4 separate regions of the Sus scrofa genome follow, and all the other regions are linked to region 3. A link is a contact called in public Hi-C and HiChIP or PLAC-seq data. All regions are on one chromosome and are shown on one strand. Each heading gives the region's core, a stretch centred on a gene start, on an enhancer-like site or on the middle of the called end of the contact. The rest is flanking DNA. Distances are from core to core; before and after follow the strand shown. Region 1 has its middle 190 kb from the start of COPS8. Region 2 overlaps LOC106506421 (a long non-coding RNA gene). Region 3 overlaps IQCA1 (IQ and AAA domain-containing protein 1). Region 4 has its middle 180 kb from the start of ACKR3.

Evidence for each region. A called contact is a pair of places that touch in the nucleus more often than the background predicts. HiChIP or PLAC-seq counts read pairs in DNA pulled down with a chosen protein or histone mark.
Region 1: an H3K27ac HiChIP or PLAC-seq map of skeletal muscle shows a contact between it and region 3, with 12 times the contacts expected there. The contact joins two enhancer-like sites. A contact is called at or near these places in 3 of 47 Hi-C or Micro-C datasets (epiblast stem cells, psoas muscle and subcutaneous adipose tissue) and 1 of 2 datasets of contacts at active chromatin or transcription factors (skeletal muscle).
Region 2: a contact with region 3 is called in a Hi-C map of mesenteric adipose tissue, with 1.5 times the contacts expected there. The contact joins two enhancer-like sites. A contact is called at or near these places in 3 of 47 Hi-C or Micro-C datasets (embryonic fibroblasts, heart right ventricle and mesenteric adipose tissue).
Region 4: a Hi-C map of skeletal muscle shows a contact between it and region 3, with 4 times the contacts expected there. The contact joins two enhancer-like sites. A contact is called at or near these places in 2 of 47 Hi-C or Micro-C datasets (both in skeletal muscle) and 1 of 2 datasets of contacts at active chromatin or transcription factors (skeletal muscle).

The regions. Positions count from the first base shown.
Region 1 is chr15:136,638,191-136,640,890 of Sscrofa11.1, forward strand. No RefSeq gene overlaps it. Among named protein-coding and RNA genes, the nearest start is that of COPS8, 190 kb to the right of the region's middle. Within about 2 kb of position 1,346, at least 3 of the 83 cell types and tissues checked have an H3K27ac peak or open chromatin away from gene starts, as enhancers often do. A contact at or near this core is called in skeletal muscle, where this site is marked.
Region 2 is chr15:136,466,352-136,469,051 of Sscrofa11.1, forward strand. The region is part of intron 1 of LOC106506421 (a long non-coding RNA gene); the gene reads left to right. Among named protein-coding and RNA genes, the nearest start is that of ACKR3, 97 kb to the left of the region's middle. Within about 2 kb of position 1,315, at least 14 of the 83 cell types and tissues checked have an H3K27ac peak or open chromatin away from gene starts, as enhancers often do. A contact at or near this core is called in mesenteric adipose tissue, where this site is marked.
Region 3 is chr15:136,185,739-136,188,438 of Sscrofa11.1, forward strand. The region is part of intron 15 of IQCA1 (IQ and AAA domain-containing protein 1); the gene reads right to left. Among named protein-coding and RNA genes, the nearest start is that of ASB18, 71 kb to the left of the region's middle. Within about 2 kb of position 1,348, at least 17 of the 83 cell types and tissues checked have an H3K27ac peak or open chromatin away from gene starts, as enhancers often do. A contact at or near this core is called in mesenteric adipose tissue and skeletal muscle, where this site is marked.
Region 4 is chr15:136,544,698-136,547,397 of Sscrofa11.1, forward strand. No RefSeq gene overlaps it. Among named protein-coding and RNA genes, the nearest start is that of ACKR3, 180 kb to the left of the region's middle. Within about 2 kb of position 1,369, at least 14 of the 83 cell types and tissues checked have an H3K27ac peak or open chromatin away from gene starts, as enhancers often do. A contact at or near this core is called in skeletal muscle, where this site is marked.

The sequences.
Region 1 (2,700 bases), core at 96-2,595, 450 kb after region 3:
CCCACAACCTCATGATTCCCAGTCAGATTTGTTAACCACTGAGCCACAACGGTAACTCCTGTTTCTGTTTTTTAAATAGTTCTTTTCTATTATTTTTATTAGATTCAACATATAAATGATATCATAGTTGTCTTTCTCTCTCTGAATTGCTCCCCTTAGTATGATAATCTAAGTCCATCCATCCACGTTGCTACAAATGATATTATTTCATTATTTTTTATGGCTGAGTAATATTCCATTGTTGACATGTACCATGTCTTCTTCATCCATTTCTCTCTTGATGGGCATTTAGGTTGCTTCATGTCTTGGCTATTGTGAATAGTGTTGCAATGAAGTTTGGGGTGCATGTATATTTTCAAATTAGAGTTTTCTCTGGATCTATGCCCTGGAGTGGAATTGTTGGATCGTATGGTAGTTCTATATTCAGTTTTTAAAGGAACCTCCATACTGTCCTCCATAGTGGTGGCACCAGTTTTCATTCCCTTCTGCAGTGTTCCCTTTTACAGAGAATCATGTCAAGGTGTCATGATCCTGAGCCAACTTGACCTGTAATTCCCATCTAATCCACTAGGGTGTGCTGGCTTCCAAATCCTCAATGAGCCGATGGCACCGATTAGCTGTGCTTCATCCAGTGAACACAGACCTAGAGGCAAAATGACCTCCTTTGGAGAATGATCTGAGCACAGACACCCTTCTGCCCTCCGATTGCCCAGGTCAGTCGTTCAGGCCCTTGGTTTCAATCAGTGTAACCCTTTAACCACACTGCTCTGCATTCATTTGTGTGTCTTATTCCTGTGAGATTATGTGCTCACCCAGTGCTGGGACCTGCCTGCTGGCTGAGGGTGACACAACCTGTGAATCCAAACAGATTGGAGGCTTATTTTGAAAACAGGCTAAAAACCCAAAGCGATCCCACTTTGTGGAATTATTGACTGGCTGTCCCGAAGGTAATGGGCTTGTTGTCGCTTTGCTGCCAGTAATTTGTTGGCGGCCTCGATTACATTAGACTCAAACTCTAAGTCAGCTGTAGCTGACACCAAAAAGCCAGTTTGAATGTCACGTTTACCTTTTGGGCATCACGGGGAGAGCTTCGCCCGAAATACTCACCCATGAAATGAAATCTGTCTGCTAAATATATTTCTTAAATCTAAGTGAGGGAGTTCCTGTGAGTGTACGGGTGTTTGGGCCGGATGCTAACAGTCTGGAAATGTGTATGGAAGGTCAGCTCCAGGGAGGTCTGGCAGTCTCCGAGGTGACATCTCAGGCGACCTTGGGGTCAGGGAAGGTCACACTTAAGCCCAGCAAAGCAGGCCTGCCAAGGCCTCTGGGGGCAGGCCAGCAGGAGGCGAGTGTACAGGGAAAGCAGGCCAGGCACAGCCAGGGAGGGAGCAGCAGCCAAAGGGGCCACATCTGCTGAGCCTCTCATTCCTTTGCATGGGAATCTGAGTCTGTTTGCAAATCTGCTTCCTCACGACGTCCTAGCTCTGGGCGGCCGCCTGCACAGACCGTGAGCGCACACACGCGGACACCGCGCGTTTCCACAGTCCTTTGTTTGGGGGTCACCTGGCTGCCCCGGCTGCTGGCATCACACAACCGTGTGACACCTGCTTCTCCAAGTGCACAGCTGTTTGCAGCGGTCAGGGTGGATGCTTGGGCCTGTTTTGGGGTCAGCTATGCTGTGTGGGGTAGGCAATGCATTGCTTTTTCATTCACAGTTGTTATTTATTTAGTAAATAAATAAATAACACAGCACAATGACCTTGGTGTTACCATCCCTATTTTACAGATTGGAAAACTGAGGTCAGAGAGTTTAAACAACAGGCCCAAAGTCACCCAGGCACAGCGAGGCCGAGCTGGGGTCCAGCTCAGGTGTGCCTTTGTCCGGAGCCTCTGTGGATCCATGACAGGTGTTGCTGTTCTGTCTCTGGGGCTGATAATCGCAGCCTGATGACACTAATGGACCAGTCCTCTGAGGTGTGGGGACCCGTCCACGTGTTCCCAGGACTTGGTCTATTTTTGACCCTGGGGAGGAAATTGAGGCAACGTATCTACAAGATAACATTGATTCAATCAACTTAACTACTAAATGTATTTTAAAATGTCAGAATGAACTTTTGACATGTACAGGTCATGTGCTGACTAAATAGCCAGTAGATTGATTTTTTAAAAATAAACCAAAGGGAGGAGTTCCCGTCGTGGCTCAGTGGTTAACGAATCTGACTAGGAACCATGAGGTTGCAGGTTTGGTCCCTGGCCTTGCTCAGTGGGTTAAGGATCCGGTGTTGCCGTGAGCTGTGGTGTAGGTCGCAGACACGGCTCGGATCCCGCATTGCTGTGGCTCTGGCGTAGGCCAGCGGCTGCAGCTCTGATCAGACCCCTAGCCTGGGAACCTCCATGTGCCATGGAGCGGCCCTAGAAAAGGCAAAAAGACAAAATAAATAAATAAATAAATAAATAAACCCAAGGGATAATAACTGGATGGTAGCCAGTAAGTATTTTTAGCCACTCGTTGGAGGACATAATTAAAGTGTTTATTTATAGTATTTCATATCTATCTACCTCATACACACAGTATTTCCTTTATATATATTTCTTATATTAAAGTCATTTCTTCTAAAGGAATATATATATATTTTTTGTCTTCTTGCCTTTTCTAGGGCTGCTCCCACGGCATATAGAGGTTCCCAGGCTAGGGGTCAA
Region 2 (2,700 bases), core at 65-2,564, 280 kb after region 3:
TTTCCATGTCCTTTCTTTATATCATTGCCCTTCACAACCCAAGCATTTCCCATATTGACATAGAAGGTCCTTAAGCATCTCCTGAATAGTTTATAACTTATACTGTTCAGTTCATGGTTGCAACTGGCCCTCGTTATGGGTTAAATTGTGTCTCCCCCAGATTCATATGTTGGAGTCCTAACCCTCAGGATGTGACCTTACTTGGAGACAGGGTCTTTAGAGAGGAAATCAAGTTAAAATGAAGTCGTCAGGGTGGCCCCTATCCAACCACTGACATCCTTAGCAGAAGGGGGAAATGTGTTCACGGAGAAAGACACCCACAGAGGGAGGACGAAGATGATGTGGTGAGAGACACAGGAGGATGATGGTGTCCAGAGGCCAAGGAGAGGAGCAGGAAGAGAGCTGTCCTCATGGCCTCAGAGGAAACCAGTCCTGCTGACACTGTGATCTCAGGCTTCCAGGCTCCCAGGCTCCCAGGCTCCAGGGCTGGGATGATGAACTTCTGTTGCTTCGAGCCACCCGGCCTGTGGGCCTTTGTCCTAGCAGCCCTGTGACAAACTAACTTTTCATGTGTGTTTGCTGTTATAAATAATCTATGAGATATACTTACTACCTTATAATAACTATAATGGAAAAGAATCAGAAAAAGTATATATATGTACAAATGAATGACTTTGCTGTGCGCTTAAAACTAACACATTGTAAATTAATTACACTTTAATTAAAAAATAATCTCTGAGAGCATCTTCACGCCTGTGTATATCCACCCCTGGCAGGACTCAGCGCTCATGCCCCCTCCTGCAGCTCCTCCACACCCCATTTGAGGAGGAGCCACTCTCCGTGTATGTGCTCGTGCCCCCATCACAGCGCTCCCCACCCCCCACCCCAGGCACTGAGCTCCCATTGCTGCCATCCTCCCTGAGCTGCACTCTCCGCATCCCTCGCGTCCACCTCAGGTCACATGGATGCCACTGGGGTGTCCCCAAACCAAGGTGTGGGAGGCTGTGGGGAAGATGCCTCTGGGCAGTGATGGCACTTGGGGGCTGATGGGGACAGTTTTGGATTCCAGCTTATCTTTCCTTTGGGCTTGCCACCCCTCAAGTCAGTGACCAGCTGGGAAACCAGTGGTTCCAGCATCCACTCTGGCTAAGTGGAGGGACGGAGGGATGACCGCCCGGAGAGGGGACACTCGGCAGAGGACGCAGTGAGGTGGGACACTCGATGAAAGATGCAGCCCAGAGCCTGCTGGGGGTGCTGGGGAGAGGGCAGAGACATGCCAAACACAAAGCCTAGCCTGAGTGTGACAGCCTGGCCTGGGACGTCTTGCCTTTTTGATGCGGAATAAGTTACTAGCCTGTTGGTGTCAGTGGAATGGAATCCATGAGCATTGTTGAAATGCTAAAAATCTGCTGCTTCAAATTTCGGGATGTTAACGTTTAAAATCAAAATGTCTGTTTTCTACGAATAATAAAAGGAAAGGATACGCGCTGTGCTGCCAAGTTTCATCTTTTTTAACAACAACAACAAAAAAGAGGTTCATTGAGCAGTAGGGGATTTGAGCCTCTTCCAAGTGGACTAGAGCTCAAGCAGGGGCCGGATCCAGCCGGACTCCAAAGGCCACAATCCAGGCCTGGGGTGAGCAAGCCTGGCCGGGACCACGTGTGCGTGTATGCACGTGTATGTGTGTTTGCACGTGCACAGAGGCTCAGCCGGGTGGGGACCCAGGTCTCAGGTTGGCAGAGCTCACTCAAGGGCAATTTCAGCAGCAGCAGAGGTTCAAGACCCTGTCTGCTAGTGGTAGGAGGTGCCCCTGGCTTGCTCTGCAGCTGGGCTGGGCCAACCTCTTCGGTCCGGCACAGCCTCAGGTTGGGGGTAAGAGGCTCACAGGCAGGAAGAGGCGATGCTTCCTGTCCAATGAACCTGTGTGCTGCAGACATGACATGGAAAAGGTGTGACTGGGGTTCATGCTGAGATCAGCCCAGGGCTGGCAGGAACAAGGAGGGGGCCACTGCACGTTTCCTCCGGCAGCCGGAAAACTGGGGGAACAGGATGCTCTCAGGCGTGCTTCGTTCTCACGGGGAAACAAAACTAAAAGCTCCCACTGAGTAGGTCATAGGTGTGCCTGCTGCTGCTTCACTGCAAAGGTGATGAGAGATTCTGGTCTGTTACTGGGGGTGATGACACACTCACCCAGGTACCAAAGAGCAGGGCTTCCAAGCTGTTCTGTGCCCCCTCCCTGGGTGGACCCAGGAAGCCCCCAGGAGGCGATGACGCCGAGTCCTTGCGGGGACTGGGGGGGACCACGGAGGGACGTGGGACTCAGTGTCTCTAGGAGACACAGTTATCATCCGGTCACATCCTGTTTAATGAGCTCCTGGGACCAGCGCTTCGGGAAATCAGGAGGGCCGGCTGTGCTGCCACCTTGCACCAACCGCGTCCCGATCCCCTGAGGGACTCGGCCCTCTCCTCTCCCCTCCAGCCAGACACGGATGTCTGCTGACACGAGGGGCTCCCTAGACCTCCGAGTCCAGCGGCTTCCTAAATATTCAAGGATCAGAGTCTGATTTCTCTTGAAGGGCAATGGAAGGCCGCAGACTTCAGAGAGCAGACTCCCGAGCATCCTCGCAGGACCCTCGCTCAGCCTGAGTTAAAGCTCAGACATGCTGTCTCGGCCTCTCTCCTGTGCAGAGCCCGCGAGCT
Region 3 (2,700 bases), core at 98-2,597:
CCTTACTGGGTGTTAGCTGGGACAAACCATAAATGACAATCACAGGAAGAGCAGGGATGGATTGAAGAGTCAGATAAACCAAGGCAGAGGAGAGGATTGGGGCAGTGGGGGCGGGGGGGATTCAGGCCCAGTCGATGGACTGTGACAGGTGATCTGGGGCGACCAGGTCAGCGCTGGTGACAGAAACATGCTGATGCCACTGCTGATGGTCAGGCAAATTCGAGGGGAAGGCAGCTGGATGGTGACAGGTGTCAGGCTTACAGATTGTCCAGACGGTCCCCTGGTACCCCTTCGGCCAGCCCACTCCCAGCTACGCCAACCTCATGGGTTCACAGCCGCCTGCTCCAACTCTATGCCAACTCAGAAGCACAAGGGTCAACGCCTGGTGCCGGGCTGCACTCCCCCCACCGGGCACCTTTCCGGCACCCCTGCCCTAAGCCTTTCCAATGTGGTTGAAAATTCTTTAAGGCCTGTGACACGGACCTGGGCCCAGCTCGTCCGCATCGCCCAGCACAGACCAAGAGCAGATGCCCACCACGTTCACCGAGATGACAGCCCGGTCCGCTCACTGCAGACGGCGCCCCAGGCACCTGCCGTCTGGGGCCGCCCCATCCTCCGTGCGGCCGTGGGACCTGGCAACGCGCTGAGGCTGCGGCCCGGTTCTGCTGGGAGCCCAAGACTGCTCTAAAATAGGAAGTCTGGCTTAGAGAACAGCCCTGATACCTGTTTGCCTGGTTTTCCGACAACAGCCCACTCAGGGCTCACGGGCACCAGCCCCCAATTCCTTTATTTTCATGCCTGAAGCTGCACAAAAGGGCGAAATTCTGTTTCCCTCCCTCCCTCTCCTCCCCCCTCTCCACATCCCCCCTCTCCACATCCCCCCCCTTCTCTCACCCGAGCAGCTGCTTTTTGGGGGTCAGGTGTAGGTCTTTGGTTTATCCTGATTGAATTTCACCTTGTAAAGGCGGGACTAACATATTTATTACATTTACTATCCATCTGTGTGGGTGTTTTAAAAAAATCTACCCACGAATAGCAGCGATGTCTTTGTTTGGGTTACTAAGCAGGAGCAGAAGTCTCTGTGAGCTACAGAAACGGTCCTGGCCGGGCTCCCCATCGTCCGACTCCTGGTCCAGCTGTTTACACCAGCACATCTGGGCAGGAACGCTTGGCCTTCTGCCACGGGCTGTTGGCCGTGAGCCTGGCAAGGAGCCCCGGTGGGTGGTGCCGAGGCACGAGCAGCACCTTGGCTCCCTTCTGTCCGATCTGCCAGCCTGTACGGGCCTCGTGGCCTGGACCCTGGCTGGGCAGTCTCATCAGCCCTGACCTCTGAAGCCTCCCTCTGGCTCCAGCCCTCCGCGGCCAGAGCTCTTACAAAGGCAGGAAGCCAGGACTCCAGGAAGGAGGGGACGTCCTTCCCCAGGCCCAGGGCCCGGGATGCACACGCTCTGCTCTGGCCTGTTGTCCTGGGCCCCGCTGGCTTCTCTCAGCCTTCTCATGGGTGGCCGGGATGGTCGGGAGGGGGATCAGGAAGACGGGGAACCCGGTGGGAGCTGCCGACAGGATGCTGTGGCCTCCATTTTCGTCGCTTTCTCAGGCTGAAATGTCCCCAGCAGACATGACCTTGCCCTCAGGCCACCACGAGGCAGGACACAGCCTTTGCTCCCCAGAGGCCAGCTGGGGGCCAGGTGACAGCTTCAGAGCCAGACTGAGGCTTAAATCCTTCTTTGGTACTTTGGGTCACAGTAAGCACTCTGAGCCTCAGTGTTCCTGTCTGTCAAATGGAGACCTTAATCCCTGCCTATCAGGGAGTGGGGCAATTAAAAGGGGGAGGGTGTATAAAACCCCTTAGAAGGTGCCAGACTCCCAGCGGAGACCAAGCATCCTTCCCGCTCCTCCATCCCCGATTCACCATTGCACATACCCCGCGAGGCTGGTGCCATGCCTTCATAACTTCTTTTGCCCACAAAATACCTATTAAATATCTCATGTTTCTTAATTGTTAGAAATATTTCTAATATTTCCTAGCTAAACAGATGTATATTCTTTCCACCTACAGCTTTAGTAGAAGAGAATTTTAAATGACCATTGTTTACTTGTAGAGTAAACACGTCTTTTCTTCCGAGCCTGCAGCATGCCCAAACTGCCCAGGCCAGGAATTGAACCCGCACCACAGCAGCGACCGGAGCCACAGCAGTAACAATGCCGGATCCTTAACCGCTGAGCCACTGGTGGCCTCCTCAATGCATGTCTTCGAGGAGCCCATTGGAGTGATTGTGTGTAAATAAAGGAACCCTCCCCACGGACAGGAGCAAAGTGGATTTGAATTTGTGCTTGGGAAGCAAATCAGAGACTCGTTTCAAAGACGTGTTTTCATGGGTACAGGGTGCTGTGGGTGCAGTGAACACCTCCAGCCAGAAGCGATGTCTGATGTTTCCTAAGTGGTGCATTCTTGGCTCTACAGAGACAAATTTGCTGGGAGGGATTCTCCATAAGAAGACGGGACGAGTAACCGGGCCCTCCTGTTGGTTCGCCTTCTCCAGCAGGTGCCTCCTAACTGCATTTTGCTGCTCTCAAGCTGCTGCAACCCCCGTGCACGTCACAGGACTGCGCCGGGGCTTCCTGGCACTGATGGGCCAGCACGAGCATAATATCCTGCTTTCCTTTGGTTAATTAAAAGCAACCCCCACAGCTGCTCTC
Region 4 (2,700 bases), core at 119-2,618, 360 kb after region 3:
GTGGGCCTCCAGTCCTTCAGCATTCCAAGGCAGTGGTGCCGGTGACCCGTGACCCAGCACTGACCGTGAAGTAGGACGCTGGGGACGTGCGTCCCAGGGGGCCGGGAGACCGTAGGACCTGTGGCGGGGGCAGGAGTTGTGAACTGACCACCTAACTGAGTTCACAGAGAGGTGTGGTTTGGGCCACCTGGCGGGGGGCGGAAGGGGGGTAGTTTTTGGTAGCTAACTTTCACTGGGCAACACGTGCAGATCTGAAATCGGGTTTTCCTGGAAGTTGACGATGGGGACTCCGAGGCCTCCCCGCATGGCACCGCCAGCTGGGTTAGAGGGCCACTAACCATTGTCCTCCCCTGGGCTTGCTTGACCCAGTCCCCTACCTGTCTACACTCTCTGGGCAGGTGAGTTTGAGACCCTGTGGGGGTCAACCCCAGATCTCCTCTGGGCAGGAGACACAGGTGGAGTGAGTGAATGAGCGAATGAGTGGCTGAATGAATGAATGACCAAGCAGACGTGTCCTGCTTCTGTGCCTAGAACCACGACCTCTGTGTGAGGGGCAGAGCTGGGCTGTGGTTTGGGCCTCTTTCCCCTGCTTCCAGACACCACGCAGCCTCCTGGGTCTGTGCTGGGTGCCGCCTCCCTGAACCAGAGAAGGAGACGTTCCTGGCAAAGATTAGCCACCCCAAAGGCCATGGCGTACCTCCCCCACGTCCCCCCAGCCCCCTTAGTTTTGCACGTGGCTCAGTGGTTAATGAATCCAACTAGGAACCATGAGGTTTTGGGTTCAATCCCTGGCCCCTCTCAGTGGGTTAAGGATCCGGCGCTCCCATGAGCTGTGGCGTAGGTCGCAGATATGGCTCAGATCCGGTGCTGCTGTGGCTGTGGTGTAAACTGGCAGCTGCAGCTCCGATTGGACCCCTAGCTTGGGGACTTCCATATGCCTTGGGTGTTGCCCTAAAAAGCAAATAAAATAAAATAAAACAAAACAAAACAAAACAAAACAAATAAAATAAAATAATAAAATAAAATAAAATATTAAAAAGAAAAAAGAGAAAAGAAAAAAAGAAAAGAAAAGAGACAGTACTAGTGACAAAGTCGCCAGGACCCCTCCCCTCCCGGGTCTCCCCGGCAGCCTGCAGTGCCTGATCCCCGCTCAGCCACATCTTTTGCTCCGTCTTAGACCAGTTTCCAAGCTCAGACGGAAGCAGGTCTGTGCCTCCATTGTCCCAGGAAACCACGTCCCCGGGGTGGCCCTTGTCGTGAGCCTGGCTTCTCTCTCCCTGCTCAGCCCTCCCCACTTCCCGTGGGTGCCCCGCGAGGCCCGAGAAAGAGAAGGGCCATGTCACTGGTTCTGCATCACATCCTTTTCTGGGGAGCCCCAGCCGAGGGCGTTGGGCCGCTGATAAAATGCGGAAGCCAATGTGCCGGCCCCTCCGTGCCACCTCCGAGCTGGGGGGCGGAGGCCTGTTTCTTTTGGGTTTGATGAGTAAACCATGTGGAACAAAATCAAAAGCCCTGCTGAAGTCGACACAGATGCCATCTGTCACTGTCCCGGTCTGGTGGGCGGGGGAGGGGCACTGGATTAATTGACAGGCTCTTTAAAACCTTTGCCAGCAGTGACTCAAGGCCTTCTTTTGAAAAAATGCCCAAGTGAGTGAAAACAGTAAAATTTCACTTTAGCTTTCGAGTGGGAAGGGTTGGGTTTTGAGGTCAAATGTCTGGTGTAATCCTTTTCGGTTTAAAAACGCACATGGATGGTATCCGCTCATGTTCAGCTCTCCTCTCCTCCTCCTTCTGAAATGCATCCCTTGCAATTTATCAAGCTATTCTTAGACATTAAATACATCCCCTGCCTGGGCTAAGTTTCCTCTAATTGCAAAGGGAGGCATCTATTTGGGGCGAGAGTCTCTGGTGGGCAGTGATGAGTCCAGCTTAATTAAAAAGTTGTGCTGCCCTCTGTTTATCTGCTGAAACACAGTCCTGCCTCGGTGGACACTCTGGGTACCCTATAAAGGCCTCCGCCAGCCAGGGCCACATGTCTTCAGGGACACTGGAGCAGCCCTGAGCAGCCCTTACTGACCTCTCCCGGCATGAGCCCTTCTGACCAGGGAGTGGCCCCTGGTCTCCCTCAACCTTAACGCTTGAGGGACGCGGCTCAGGGCAGGTCCCACACATGCACCCCTGTCCCCTCTCTTGTCCCATCTGCTCCTGGCCCTGCCCAGGCCCTGGCTCATCACTGGCCGGTTGTCCATTCACGGTGCACGAGAAACTCTTGCCCTATCCCTCCATGGTTCACGTGGAGGCCCTGGACGTTTTGTCCTTTTTCTTTTCCCGAAAGTGGCCATGCTGTCACCTGCCTTCGTGGCAGCTGACGTGCTGTGAGAGCGACCTTCTGTATTGTCCTGCCTTGACCCCCCACTGGGGCAGGCCAGAGGAGCTGTGGGCTTGCAGGCAAGGGACTGGGTCTTCACGAACCATCTGCGTGGTCAGACAGCTGTCTTTGAACTTTGAACTTCTGTTTGATCATATTTAGAGTAAGTATCATAATAGCTTTTCTTACAGAGTTGTTGTGAGGACTAAGTGAATAGAGAAAAAAAGTGCCTAGATCTCTCCCTGATGCACGGTGGTATGTAATAAATATTAGTGAAAATCAGTGTCCTTAGTTGCTCCTGCAATGAAGCTGTAGAGGGAAACAAAAGACCT